Regions from separate parts of the Sus scrofa genome. Here region 1 is linked to region 2. Evidence: chromatin contacts called from public HiChIP or PLAC-seq data. All regions are on one chromosome and are shown on one strand. Each heading gives the region's core, a stretch centred on a gene start, on an enhancer-like site or on the middle of the called end of the contact. The rest is flanking DNA. Distances are from core to core; before and after follow the strand shown. Region 1 holds the start of DENND5A (DENN domain-containing protein 5A). Region 2 holds the start of ZNF143 (zinc finger protein 143).

Evidence for each region. HiChIP or PLAC-seq counts read pairs in DNA pulled down with a chosen protein or histone mark.
Region 1: a contact with region 2 is called in an H3K27ac HiChIP or PLAC-seq map of skeletal muscle. The contact joins the promoter of DENND5A here to the promoter of ZNF143 in region 2. A contact is called at or near these places in 2 of 47 Hi-C or Micro-C datasets (heart right ventricle and skeletal muscle) and 2 of 2 datasets of contacts at active chromatin or transcription factors (alveolar macrophages and skeletal muscle).

What each region holds. Positions count from the first base shown.
Region 1 is chr9:266,841-270,819 of Sscrofa11.1, forward strand. It overlaps DENND5A (DENN domain-containing protein 5A), which reads left to right and starts at 1,532. Exons shown (of 24, transcript XM_021062252.1): 1 at 1,532-1,681. The coding sequence starts at 1,570.
Region 2 is chr9:102,610-106,580 of Sscrofa11.1, forward strand. ZNF143 (zinc finger protein 143) reads right to left here and starts at 2,167. Exons shown (of 16, transcript XM_021062244.1): 1 at 2,052-2,167.

The DNA.
Region 1 (3,979 bases), core at 282-2,781, 160 kb after region 2:
CTTTTCTGCACTTTCCTCTGCCCCGTTCAGGCAGGTGACACACATGGAGGCGCAGGTGCTATGGTTCCAAGTGATGTTGGCTGTGACCTCTGGGCCACCCTCCCCGTGGGAACCAATACCTGAGAGAAGTACCCACGAGAGCACCCAGGAAAGAGCTCAGGATCAGCCCTTGGGGAAGCCAGCTGCCTTTCAGGCCCTTGGCAGCAGCCTGCCAGCCAGAGCAAACCCTGAACACATCTCTTGCTGGCATAGTCCTCTAACAGCTCCCACCTACTGAGCGCTTTCTAGCTCCAGGCACTATTCTGACCACGGAACCTGTATTCACATTTACCTTTTGTTTTCTTCACAAGAGCCACGGCTGCTGGCGCCTGGAGATGGCCCAAGGTCACACAGTAAACGAGAGTCAGGACTCAAATCTGAGCTGTTTCTAAAGCCCATGCTAGTGACCACACCACATACTGCCTTCTCGGATTCTGATCTCCAGTTTCCTGCTTAGCTTCCGTGAGAAACAAATTGGAGGGGCCCGACACAAGTACCAGGAGGCAAGTTTCTCTCCTCGCCACCCCCCCACCCCCCGCCCCAGGAGGATGGGCTCAGGGATGGAAGTGGGAATTCTCAGAAGCAGAAGGAGAGCTCCCAAGTGGCAGCGGCCTCTGGACGCTCTAGGACAGCAAAAGGGACAGCGCGGTGCAGAGAAAAGGCCAGGCTGGAGTCGGGGTAAGGGATGCTGGCCACAGGCCCAGGATTCTAGTCAGGCTTTGTCTCTTAGACTGAGTAACCTTGGGGAAAGTCCTGGCTTCCTTCTGGGCCTTAGTTTCCCCACTCGTAAGCCAAGGGTAAATACAGCGCAGGCTGCTCCCCTCTTCCAAAACAGGGGGCGTCCTCGGCTCTCCCAGGAGCTGGGCCTAGGAGCTGGAGCTGGAGCTGGAGCTGGGCCTAGGAGCGGGGTCAGGGAGAAGGCGCTATCTGGGGTCCAGGCCGGCAGCCTGGGGCTGGGGAGAGGTGGGCTTCCGAGATGCCATCCGGGCACCGGGCCGGGCTAGGCAGCACACCTCCGGACCTCAGCGGGAGCGGAGGCGGGGCCTGGCTCTGCAGGAAGCTTCCCGCATCCCGCCGCTTCTCAGCCTCGCGGAAGGCGTCGCAGCCCCGGGGGGTGCGGGTGCGGGCGCACGGGCTCTCGCCCGCCGCGCTGCGGAGACCGCGGGGCCCGAAGAGCATCACGTCATCCCTTCCGCCGGGCGCCCGCCCCTCCCCGACGGCGCTGCGCAGGCGCGGCGGGAAGGGCCGCGGGGGCTCCTCGGCGCTCCCCGCCCCGCTCCGGGCTCGCTCTCGGCTGGCGGCGGCGGCGCGGAGGGCCAGGCGTGCAGGATGCGGCGCGGGGCGGCCCGGCGCCCCCCTGCCCCGTCACGGCAGCCGCGGCGGCCGCGGGGACCGGGCCAAGGCCGGGGGCGGCGGCCCGAGCCGCGGTAGCGGCGGCGGCGGCGGCGGCGGGAGGGGCGGCCTGCGGGCGGCCGGGCGCCCGGGTGCCGGGGCTCCGCGCTCCGCACGGCCCGGCCCGGCCCCGGCGCCATGAGCGGCGGCGGCGGCGGCGGAGGGGGCTCGGCGCCCAGTCGCTTCGCCGACTACTTTGTCATCTGCGGGCTGGACACCGAGACCGGGCTGGAGCCGGACGAGCTGTCGGGTGAGTGTCGCCGCGGCCGGGTCCCCCAGGGAGGCCCCCGCGCCCCGCTTTGTCCCGGGAGCCGGGCGAGGGCGGTCGGAGGGGGCGTCGGCCGGAGCCGCGGAGGCCGAAAGAGGGGGCCCCGCGCCCCGCCGCGCCGGGGCCCGGTCCCCCGGGGGAGCCGGAGGGCAGGGCCGGGTGTTCGGTCTGGTGACGGCGCAGTGACTTGGGGTGAAATAAAGGGAGGCTTGTCTCGAACACGCCTGCGGGAGGGGGGAAGGCAGCCTCGTCCGGGGAGCGTAAGTTCCACCCAGACTTTGAAAAAGCGAAGCAGAAACTTGGTGAGTTCGTCTGGCCTCTTCCCAAGAAGCCGCGACGGCAGTTCCTCCAACGCCGCCGCCCAGCCCGGAGCCGGCCCGCGGCTGGGACGCCGAGTAACGGAGCGAGCGGGGCCGCTGCGAGGAGGCTGGCGCCTCCCTTGGTTGCGGGAAGGGCTCGAGCCCCGGGCCGTGCCCTTCTCCGTGGAAGTAGCTTCTGTGCGGACGCGGCCGCCGCCGTGTGCGAATGAGGGGCGGTCGCGCCGCGATGCTTCAGCCGCCCTTCAGGGGGAAGTGGCGGCGGGGTGGAGACGCGCCCGGGCGGATCTGCCCCGTCCGGCGCGAGAGGGCCGGAGCTGTACCGTCCGGGAGGTGACCGGCTCCCGGGTCGGGGCTCTGAAAGCCCCGCGGGCTCCGCTGCTCCGTCGTCCGAGTCTTTGAGTCGGGACAGTTGTGGAAAAGTTTTTGTGTGCAGGTTTCTGTGGTGAGGGTTTGCGGTGTCATCCTGATACGGTGCGAGGGGCTCCTTGCCAGGTGACGTGTCTCGAACCGGGAAAGTTTCTCTCGGGAAAGTGGTTATCCTGTTGACTGGTTCTACGTTGCTTCAGTGATGACAGTTTTTTTTTTTTTTTTTTCTTACTACAGAAAAATTTCAGTGTCCTTTAGGAAAAAAAATTAGATTCGTACTTCAAAATGGACTATCTTTTTAAAAAGGGATAAATGGATGACCTTTACCAAGGTCAGAGCAAATACACTATTTCTTCAAAGTAAGAGCAGGTGGAGAAAAAATCATGAAGCAGTAATACAATTAATTGGGCCTTTCGTTGGGGTAGCTTTAAGTTCACTTTTTTAGATCTTCAAATCTTATAACACAGCTGTTAATTTTTCGTCTGTATTTCGTATTTGTTAAATTTGTGACTTTGTGGTGGTGTTGCTGAAATTCAGTTTGTGGTACTGAAAAACTGGAAGGGATCTGAGAGAGGAAAATGTGGCCCAGGAAAGTAGGGCCTATGTCTTGCTGGTTAAATGCCTGACTTTGATCCAGGGCTCCTCTTGCAACACTGAACTGCATCTCAGTGCTTGACTGAGTCTTTAGAAAACACTAACATGTTAAGAAAGACCAGGACAGGTCTCACCAGTAAAAATATAAACAAACAAACAAAAACCCCTTCAAATTGGTGGAATAGACCAGTGTTATTTTTATGCTGTACTTCTGAGTGTCTGTTAAATCACATAGACGTTAGATTGTCAAAACTAAGAGAATAGTGTGCAAATGATAAAGCATGGGAGTGGAGGCCGGAAATGATTTGTTAGTGAGAGCATGGGTTTTAGAGTTAAATATTCCCACTCTGCTACTGAGTTTCTATGACTGGGTGCAGAGTTAGATAACTCTGCTGGGGTCCTCATTGATACAAGAGAGAATGTAAATAAAAGGTATCTCCTCAGGTAGACTCTCAAAACTGTTAATTTTCTTTTGGTGAGTATCTGTTAATTATCTGGCTTTTCAGCAAGCCAAATTATATCCCTGTGAAAGCTTATTGAGAGAATAAAGGAAGGGGGGAGGCGAGGAGCCGTATAAAATGTGTAAAGAAGGGTATTTTTCTGTCTTTTTAAATGTAGTTGCAGTCGTGGAATGCCAAGACCCTTTATTCAATAGATGGCCTTTGTTAGAATCAGCACTGATTGAAGGATTTCTTTTTTTCCTTCATTTCATTTCTGGTGGGTTGATAAGGGAATCTGGATTACCCAGAGGGAATCTTTTGAGTAAAACAAAACAGAGTACAAATGGCTCTATTCGGGTCAGTCTTGAGACTCTCCAGGGTGCATTTTCTCTCTGCCTTAGAGTCCCAAACTGATGATGTCACAGTAAATGAAACTACAGGAAATTGTGGATTGCACCCAGTTCTCTAGAGAGGTACTGAGGAGTCTGTGTTCTCTTCAGGCAAATTAAGTTATATACCTTAGAAAGCGTCTATGCTCTTAACAGGTGAACCCAGAATAA
Region 2 (3,971 bases), core at 917-3,416:
AACCCGCAGCCTCATGGTTCCTAGTCGGATTCATTTCCGCTGTGCCGCAACAGAAACTCCCTAAACAAACCAATTTAAAAATAGGGAAAAGACCCAGACATTTCTCCAAAGAAAATATGCAAATGTCCAAAAAGCACATGAAAAAATGCTCAATGCCATTAGCACCTAGGAAATGCAAATCAAAATCACAAGAGATATCACTGCATACTCTCTAGGATGACGACCATCAAAAAGAAAGATAACGACAAGTGTTGGCAAGGATATGGAGAAACGTGAGCTCTCATACACTGCTGGCAGCAATGCAAAATGGTGCAAGCACTTTGGAAAACAGTTTGACGGTTCCTCAAAAGGGTGAATACAGAGTTACCATATGACCAACCAACCAACGAATTCTATTCCTAGGTGTGTGTGGACATACACACAAATACACACACAGAAATGAAAACAAATTTCCACACAGAAACTTCATGGTAGCATCATGCATAACAGACAAAAGGTGAAAGCAACCTAAATGTACATCAGTAGATTAATGGATAAATAAAAGGTGTTATGTCCATACAACAAAATATCTGGCAATGAAAAGAAATCAAGTACTGATACATGTTATAACATGAATGAATCTTGCAAACATGTTAAATCAAAGAAGCAAGTCACAGAAGTACACATACTGTATGATTCCATTTATATGAAATGTTCATAATCTATAAATCTGTAGATTAGTGGTCGGGGAAGGGGAAGTTTTAAGTGAAATGGGGAGTAACTTAGTGGGTAGGGTTTTTGGAAGAGGGATGATGAACATGGTTTAAAATTGTGGTGGTGGCTGCACAACTGTGAGTACATTAAACCTACCTAATATATACTTTAAAGGAGTGAATTGTAAAGGTATGTAAATTCTATCAATAAAGCAGGGCAATGGAAAAAAAATAGGCCCTCAAGTATTACTACACTGCTAAATAATTTCCAAAGTAATGAAAATACACCTGGATAAAATTAGCTCCCTAACTTACCAGAGCATTTGGATGGTCTCATTACCTATTCTCTTACTAAACACTTAACAAGGAACTGAAACTAAGCACTGAGCAAAGAAAAAATACTAAATATTCCACAGATTTTTGTCAACTACAACACAAACATCCTCTAGTAAGACTCAGGACAATTTCAAACACAACGCCAAACGTACAATTTTTCACCACATCCCCACCAAATTATATTAGCTGACTGGACACTTCCGAAGCCAAGGCTTAAGTTGATTTTAAACAAATAATCGGTTTAGCAATTTATTCTTATCTACTTTTTGCTTAACTTTGTTAATGTGTAAACTTAATGGTAAAATAAGCAAAAGGGAAGAGAATAAAAATTGGTGATTGGTCCCACAAGAAAATGTTACAAAGCAACGAAGAGATTCATTCACTCTTTAGCCAACACCAAGAGTGGAACGATAAAATGGACAATTTCTAATATTCGATGTTAGACCCAAAAATTATTTTTTTAAAAAAGTGAGAAAAACAAGAATCTGTGCACGATCTGAGTAGAAGGAAATTCTGGGTGCGATCTGCAGACGGGATCCCGACCGGGCCCCCGGCCAGTTGCGTCGGCGGCGCCCCAGCTGCGGCCCCGTGAGGACCGGGCCCGGCGTCCCGGCCGGAGGAGCTTCGCCCCGGCGGCGCCTGGGGACCCGCTCCGCGCGGAGGTCAAGCGGGGAAGCGCCGCCAGGCTCCCGAGGGCTCCTCCCTCCCCTCCTTCCCTCCCTCCCTCCCCTCGGCTGTCCCCTGAGGGGAACAGGCGGGGCGCAGTGCGCAGACGAGGTGGGGGGGGGCGTCCTCAGTGAGAAAAGCTCCGCCGCCCCAGAGTGGCGGCCGCGGGTTATTAATAAACTCCGCTTCTGCCCAGGCGCGGCTACCGCGGCCGGCCGTAGGATCGGCTGGGCCTGCGGTGGAGGCTGAGCAGCCGGAGCCAGAGCCCCGGCCCGAGCGGGCCCGCGCCGCCGCGCTGAGGGCGGCGGCCGGGCGGAGAATAATGCACACTGGGTAAAAACACATTTATATACGAACCTCCGAGAAAATTTTCCAACAATTCCTTCGTCCGACCACCATGCACCAGGACAGGAAACAGCCGCCCGGCCCCCAGGCCCCGCAACCCGCATAGTGGGTCTGAGGCCCGCCCCCGGCCTCCATTGGGCCGTCACTACGTCAGTCATTCGATACTTCCTGCTTTCCATTGGCTCAAATTTAGGCGACGCCAAAGGAGACCGCCTTGTCCACGCCCCTTTTCATGACGTCAGCATCGCCAGGCCTTACAGCTAGCGCCTGAGTGGCTTGAGCAAAGTGCGGAACCAAAGTTACTCGGTCTGACTGGTTGGCAGAGGCGCGCATCCCAGCTCGACACCGCCTCGCTGACAAGTGAATTATGCCGATTCTAGGGCCCCAGCGGGAGGCGCCATTTTGTGGCGAGGGACGGAGGCTGGTCCTTGTGACTAGCCGGGAGGGAGAAGCGGTGACAGGCGCCATTTTCCCCACAGGGGCTAGGAGACGGTCTCGGCGCTCCCCGCGGGCTAGCTAGAGCGCGTTCTGGCGACCGATCGGGCTTTGCCTAGCGACTGCCGAGTGTCGAGCGGGAAGTAGCAGGCTGGGGTAGGCCAGGGCGGGACGCCTGGCCGCTCCCGGGGGGCTCCGGTGCCAGCTGAGGCCTTTGGTCTTGGGCGAGGGCTCTGCTTTCCCGAGAGCGGCTGTTGGCCGGTCACCGGCTGCCGAGTCTGCCTTTGCTCCTCCGGTCGCCGGGGCGTCGCCACGGGCCGCAGCGCGGGCCTCCTGCCTCAGCCGGAGCCCCGGCCGCGCTCGACCATGGGCGGTGGTCTCGGACGCTGCTGGAGGACACTGCGGATGCTCTTGCGCTTTCTTGTCGTTTAGGCTCAGATCTCGAAGTCGTCTGTAGTGGTGTCGCTAACTTTTTTTTCTTTCCCTTTAGTGTCTGTTACGAATTAAAGGGTGGGGAAAGCACTGGCTTGGCCTGCTCGAACCTATAGGTACAAATTAGTTGTGAAGTTTGGGTAATACTTGCTGTAACTCTCCACCCAAACTTTCTCTAAACCATTGGAAATCCTAATCTTTTGAAGTATTCAGTAAGTATCCATGTGCTTTGGCAGCGAGGCTGAACAGAGGTGAGATTAAAGTGTGCAGACTCAATATTTGTTGAATTGGGCATCGCAGGTGTAGATTTGAGTTGCTGAGAATGCGGCGCTGGCCCCGCCGTAGCTGAGATTTGCGTCCTACTTATGAAAACGGGAGAGAGCTGAATGGTGATGGATTTAGTGTCTTTGGGCTAAATTGATTATGGAATGGCTCTATAGGTGAGGATAATTAATGTTTTGATCTGCACTTGAATCTGGTTTGAGATTTTACCAGTACGTTCTTTTTGGTGGGAAGTGAGGGGCAGGCTGACCCTAACCAAGGTATAGCTCATAATTGTTACCCAAATGCCATTCGAAGGAAAACAGGAGTTTTGTTTGACTACATTAAGGTAGTCATTATTTTATGTCCTTTTAAGAATGAAAAATGCGACATAAAATTGGATTAGGTTACTTGAAACTGGAAGAATTGGCTCACTCAACAGTCTTGTGCCCAAAGAATAGATTCAGATGATGTGTTTTACTTTATACTTTCTGTACCTTCCAGTTGTTGTATCTGTATTTATAATCAGAATCAGAATACCTTATGCCATTTAATCATGTATTACTAAGAACCAAATCTTCAGTCATTTGTTAAAACACTGTAATACCAAATCTCAAAAGAAGGTTAAAAAGCCACCCTGTAATTGTAGATTGCAGTTACAGGACATCTTTGTATCCCCTGAACCTACTAATTGTAAACATCGGTGGTGGCAGGCAGGATGCTATAGTTCTAATCTTATTCAGGGAGAAACCTTAATAATGTTTTTGTCAGAAGAAATGGAACTCTTGTTTTTACCATTGACAA